Linked DNA regions of Zea mays: region 2 is linked to region 1. A link is a contact called in public Hi-C data. All regions are on one chromosome and are shown on one strand. The core of a region is the stretch at or near the end of the contact, and the rest is flanking DNA. Distances in the headings are between cores, read along the strand shown. Region 1 has its middle 51 kb from the start of LOC103633876. Region 2 holds the start of LOC100274378.

Evidence for each region. Hi-C and Micro-C count contacts between places; a contact is called where the count stands out from the background.
Region 2: a Hi-C map of ear shows a contact between it and region 1, with 4 times the contacts expected there. The contact joins the promoter of LOC100274378 here to the enhancer-like site in region 1. A contact is called at or near these places in 2 of 25 Hi-C or Micro-C datasets (ear and tassel).

What each region holds. Positions count from the first base shown.
Region 1 is chr7:50,684,356-50,687,611 of Zm-B73-REFERENCE-NAM-5.0, forward strand. No RefSeq gene overlaps it. Among protein-coding and RNA genes, the nearest start is that of LOC103633876, 51 kb to the right of the region's middle. Within about 2 kb of position 1,471, at least 18 of the 20 cell types and tissues checked have an H3K27ac peak or open chromatin away from gene starts, as enhancers often do. A contact at or near this core is called in ear and tassel, where this site is marked.
Region 2 is chr7:51,273,520-51,276,840 of Zm-B73-REFERENCE-NAM-5.0, forward strand. It overlaps LOC100274378, which reads left to right and starts at 1,922. Exons shown (of 7, transcript NM_001148738.2): 1 at 1,922-2,368; 2 at 2,470-2,514; 3 at 3,138-3,210. The coding sequence starts at 1,936. LOC103632361 (probable protein arginine N-methyltransferase 3) reads left to right here. Exons shown (of 7, transcript XM_008654177.3): 7 at 890-1,615. The coding sequence ends at 1,327.

The DNA.
Region 1 (3,256 bases), core at 221-2,720:
GACCCAAGAAGAAATATAACCTCAACAATGAAGGATATGAGTAAAAACAGATCCTCAAACAAATCAAGATCCACCACCCGAAATAAAAGTCTTCCTTACCTAACTTTCTTTTACCCCAAATCTTCTCTACACTCACCTAATAGCTAAAACCTGATGTACCCTTGTTTTGTATGCCACACCTGCTAATGGCATGAACATTTCAGGGGTATATAAAAAATATACTAGAGTTTCATAAAGATAAAGTCAACTGGATATGCTCAACTAAATGGTATTCTTAAATGGGATTATAGAATCTAATTTGATCTAAACAAATGTGGTCGACTTAAACAGATTAGTGGTACTTGGACCCCACTAGCCAGGTGTTAACTTAACTTAGCACATCAGACCAACTCAACCATGAGTTAACCCAACCAATAAAGTCATGATGAATTATATAATCTATCTATCCCCACCTAACATCAAACAAACTTTTGACCTACAGCGTGTAGTCTATCTCATCCATATCTATCTTACTCATATTACTCAACCCGATGATATACACTGACCTCGAATCAATAAGACCAAGACTGGAGAAGGAAAAGATCAACATCGATAAGGAAGGATATAACAGTCAAAGCGAATCTCGAGATGAATCAAGACTTAAACATATTGGATAAAGTCCTTCCCTTGCCATAATCTTTCTTACCTCAACCTGTCCAGCTTATATCCTACATAATAGGTAGCTGGATGCCTATGCTCTCTTAATCACCCACTATTGACTATAAAAAATGATGAGACTCTGGATTTTTTAACCAATAATAGACTAAAAGCTGAATTACAAACCAATCCTTCCGTATCCCTTTTCTTACAAATCTCGGGGACGAGATTTCCGTTAAGGGGGTAGAATTTGTAGCACCCAAAAATATTATTATGGATTTCTAATATAATAATACGAAGATTTGAATCATGATATTCTTTAATGCAAATTATATCACCTTTTAAGTCACATCTTCTTAAATAAATATAGTTAAATACTAAAAGATTTAATGATCTTATATAAATTAAGTTATTCGTTTACATAAAAACAATGTTTAGAAATGTTATCTGAAATAACTATTAATAAATTTGTGCAATACAAATTATTTCATTAAAGCATATATATGGTGAGACATTTTACATAAACCATGTTTTCTTGAATTATATGTTTTGTGGCATGAACAAAGGAATCAATATAAATAAATATATAATGTATACCTGCATTGTCATGCTAAGATTTCTGTTTGATGCATCTAATATATGTTTGAAATTCAGAATCAAACTTAGGCTTGAAATGGGAAATGAAAATATGAAATAGAAATAGAAAAAAAGAGAATAAGGAACCGAATTGGGCTTCACTTCCGGCCGATTCACCTTACCAGCCCACCCGCGCCCACCAAAGCCGGCTGACACGCGGACCCTACCTGCCAGCCGCACACCGCGCAGCCTACTCCAACCACGCGTGCGCGCAGCTTCCTCGCTGTTGGCCGGGTGGCTCTCTGACTTGTGGGGCCGACTTGTCAGTACTTCCTTCCCCAAAACGCTCGCAACAGCCGCTGCGATCCCTGCGTGAATACTGCGGGCGCCTGACCGATTTGTCGCGAGATCAGCGTGTTCCACTCGGGATATAAAGCCTAAACTCCACGGCCGCCTTGCCCAACCCATGGCTAGTAGCCGGGCGCCCCTTTTCCCCTCGGCACTCGACTCCCGTGTCTCCCTTGTTTCCTAGCCATGGTGGTGGACCCCTATGACCGGGAGGGCGATCTACGGCCGTCGGCACGACCGCGCACGGCGGGCGTCTTCTCAACCACGTTCTAGGCGCAGTGGAAGCCGGTGGGCCCTGGATCCTCCGCGTGCCACCTCTGCTACACGCCGACTGCGGTGGTGCGCTCGCCATGGCGCACCTGCGCCTCCGTCCCCTCCTGCTTGCAGTAAGGCCCCGCGCACCTCCATGACGCAACTCGTGTGCGCCCGCTCTTGTCACTCGCGGTCGCGCTGCCGCGGCTCCCAGTTGCCGTGCGGGGCAGGGCCAAACTAGACGACGCCCTCGCCGTTTGGGGGTCTGCATGGTTACTCGGGGGCTTGGTCCACGGCGGGCATAACCAGTTGCCGGAGTTGGGCGTCGTCGCCGGTCCGCATCGCGTTGCGAGCACCATCGCCATCGCTACGGTGTCAGAAGAAGAGGGCTACATCGAGCGTCCGCGACGTGAGATTGGGGAGAGAAGGGTTGCCATCGCCATGGACAAAGCACTGGGCCGCAGCCGAAGAACTTCATCTGCGCTAGGGTTGCGCAGCACCGTGACTCGCGCTTCGTCGTCGGCCATCCCCTGCCTCCTTCAACGGTGAGAATTCCCCCTCCTCCAAGTCAACGGGGCCGAGTCACTTGATGTTGGCGCAGTCTTGCGTATTCCAAGAGAAGGTAGAAGACACATGGGGAGCGATAGATTTTGAAATCAAGGGTGGGGATTGGATCCATGGATGGGTAGCCTCGGCCGTCCGATGCGGATCTTGTGTGCGAGAATCGATCTAGGAATTTTAAATCTGGGCGGTTGATTCTCGAACCAATGGTGCTGGTGTAGCGTTCGTTGTGGACTGTGGATCTGTGATCCATGGGTCGTTGTCATAGATTGCGTCGTTAAAGTGGAGATCTAATCTGGGCCACCGGATCTAGATCGGACGGCTCTGAGTCCCCGGTACCTCTTCGCGTTGCCGAGTTGCTAAAGAGCCCTTGTACATTGTACGAATTAACCCGCAGACTAGGGGTAGTGTTAAGGTATTAAACTTAAGTCCTAATATTTTCAGAATGGCCCCTGTGCTCTCGGATTTTTATGTCCGCAGTCCATAATCGTTGGAGGAGTACAAGATTTAAAATAGAAAATGATTTCTAGAATGAAAACAATTACATAAACTTGGTTAATTCATAACTAACTCATTTTAACTCATTTTTGACCTATTCAATTGCATTAATTTTATAATTATATTTTTTATGACCTAGTAACTTTGTTTTAACATGGAAGCCACATTAGAATTGATCACTCAATTAATTTTGTACCAAGCACATAAAGACTTCAGAAAATCATAACTAATACATGTTAACTCTGTTTCAATCCATTCAAGTTGCGTTAGTTTCATATAAATATTTACTACTCAGTAGGAGCATTAATTATACGATATCACATACTTCTATAATTAAGTAACTAATTGATTAATCTATGTTTATTGGGATTAGCTTTGTTAATAT
Region 2 (3,321 bases), core at 672-3,171, 590 kb after region 1:
ACTTTGAGGTCTGAGGAATCAAGTTTAGAAAACTAAACCTCTGTTATAATGCTCTATCACAAAACCACATTTATTGTCATTTGTATGGAAAAACTACACTTTTGAGATCTGATTACCTGAAGAGTGAGGTTACAAAACACTGTTGGGGTGACGAGTGACCCTAAGGCTAACTATCAAGCAGGTGGAGGTGACTTGTGATCTAAATCTAACTATGAAGAAACAGATCGTGGGCGGCTCGCCTTAGTAATCACAGAACCAACTTGACATGGTTATTGACCTTGCTATCTGAAAACAAGGTCCAATTTATGCAACCTGACTTTGGCAAAACTGGAATATATTAAGAACAATCTCGACACATGTGGAATTCTCAAAGGCTGTCTTGCATGAGTCATCTGACACAACTGAAGTACAATGTTTGCACAATTCTCTCCCATCCCTTCCAAATCTGCCTAAATGTGGTCTTTATTACATGGGCCTAGCTCAGAACAGGTGGCACACCACCCCTTCTGTTTCGCTCTCATTTTTTTATGTCTTCACCTTCATTCCTTACAAGAATCACAGAATTGAGTTCGTGTGCACAAGACCGAGTGGCTAGTCATTGCATGTCTGTTGTAGCTGGTGGTGTGGTTTGAAATTTGAATTGAAGGACTGATGTCCTCACAAAAAAAAGTGTAGTTTGTCAAAAATGATTCAAGTCTATATTTTGATGCCTATGTTGATAAAAATCAAGTTTTGTGAAACTGGTTTTAGAAAGCGTAGTTTTGTAAAAAAAAATGAATTGTAGTCTTGTAGTATTTTCTGTACTTCGAGTATTCTGTAAAATTTGCTCAAATGCCACTTTGAATTAAGAGATTTATACTAACATGTTGCTTCTGTTTTTTGTATTCAGTCCTTTGATCTTGCAAGTATGAAGGAAAGTGAGATGGATTTTACTGCAAGCTTTGAGCTGATGCTCAGTGAAAGTAGTGCCACTGTGTCAGGAGTGACCTGGTGCTATGGCATTGTCTTGTGGTTTGACACGGGGTTTACCGACAGATTCTGCAAGGAGAAGCCTGTTGTCCTCTCCACCTCTCCCTTCTCTACACCAACTCACTGGTCACAGACAATCTTCACCTTTGAAGAGCCCATTGCAATGGCGAAGGAGGAATCAACCCTGGGTTCATCTGCATTGGCTGGCACAGATGAGTGCCCAGCTACGGCGCTCAGGTCTCGGATCAGCATCGTGAGGGCATCTGAGCACCGCAGCATAGACATATCGGTTGAAACCACAGCAATCAGTTCAGATGGCCGGAAGCGCAGCTGGCCTGTTCAGATATTCAACTTGTGACCAATCATTATACCTCTTTGGGCTTCCTACCACCACAAGCAATTGTTACTAGAATTTGTCTTGGTCGTTTAAGTTTTGCACACTGAATGGAGCACTTTGTGCTACTGATTTTTTGGTAAAACGATGATCGTGAGAATTAGATTGGAAGGCTTTCTGGAATGGTTAGGGTGTAATGTTGTACAATAATCTAATTCGCATTGGTTTGGCCCTAGTTCAGTTGAATGATGTTGACGGGGTTGAAGGCAAACATAATGTATTTGTTGTAGTCATCAAACGTGTTGCGCACAATTCACAAACAGCAATGGCATGTAGCTGTTTATCTAACCGATGCACACCTGCATTGTACTTTAAAATTAAACAAAAAAAGTAGAGCTTATGGAATCAGTGTATATGATATGATGCCCTCCATTCGTAAGCTACTAAAGTTTAAGTAGTACACTTTTTCTCTTTCCAACCTCTTTCGTTATTCTTTCCATTACGAAACGAGAAAGTAATACTTTTTTTCAACACGGTCGTAAGCAATGACGTGGAAATATTAGACTCCCACACGTATATTACAACAGCTGTGCTGCTAGGCACCCACTCCCCAGTCAAGGCATATCCATTCCATGGATCTCGCGTCCCTGCTCCTCTCCCAGCTGCTGCTGCTTCCGGTGGTAACGGTTGTCTCCGGCGAGACCGCCGCGCACCCGGGCTACGCGCACGCTGAGGAGGCATGCAGCGGTATGCTAGAGGCAGAGGCGGAGAAAGCAACGGTGCTGGTGCCTGCGCCGGAGCGGCGCGAAGAGTTCGACGGCGGGCGGATCGTGGACATCAGCCACTACTACCGCGAGGACATGCCGGAGTGGGAGTCATCAGAGGGCTCCGGCGAGTTCCTGCAGCTGGCGCGGTCCATGCGCAACGGCTCCGACATCGCTAACTTCTCGGAGCTCCGGCTCACTGCGCACTCCGGCACCCACGTCGACGCGCCGGGACACGTCTTCGAGCACTACTACGACACCGGCTTCGACGTCGACACCCTCGACCTCGCTGTCCTCAACGGTATATTGCTATCAATGTTGCTTTCAGCATTTACTGTACTTTAAGAAGGGTTTATTTTTCTCCAAAAGTAAGTAAAAAAAATGAGTTGAAACGGTGTGCAGGACCAGCGCTGTTGGTTGACGTTCCCAGAGATAAGAACATCACAGGTAAAATAAAAAGACACAACAGACCAACATTTACTTTTGAGTACTACTGTCTACTGCAGTACATACTTTGCTCGTAAATTAGCATTAGCCAAAATCCTCACCTTTTTTTGGTAGGATTATATTATTTGGCTTAGAGAATGTTTTTATAACAAAATAACAATAATAATAAGATTGTCCAATCAAATTCTTTCAGTTTACCAGCAGCTTCATGAAACTTGAGATGATGACTAGCTCTAAGAATTCTTATAGTTGTAGCTGTGTAAACAACCTAACTCTAGATACGTACATATGACCATCCATAACCCTACTATTTTTTTAGTAAATAATAATTAGATACTTCTATTCTGTTATCTAAAAAAATATTTCCATAAGAGGTTCAAATTCTAAATTGCAGGTGGGTATCATGGTGTTTAGCATAGGTTTTAAACGACCAAGCATTATCTAACGTCCCATGATGTAGAGTCAATTGATGATTACAAAAATATAGGCATATAGCTAGACTTTTGGAATGGTTAACATAACTCACAAGCACTTTTGGATTAAAAATGTTCTTAATATGATGGTGTGTAACATGACTTTAGTTCAAGACAAGTCACAAAATATTGCCTATTTTTTTATTGTAGCTGATGTTATGGCATCCCTAAACATTCCTAAAGGTGTTCGACGTGTACTCTTTCGGACCCTAAATACAGACAGGTATGTTTTAGGCTGTCTCCAGCAGCGTCCCCTAAATTTCGTCCCCTAAAGGAATATTCTCTGTCCTTTACAGAACACTCTAAAAGATTCTGTCCTCTATATATTCTCCGT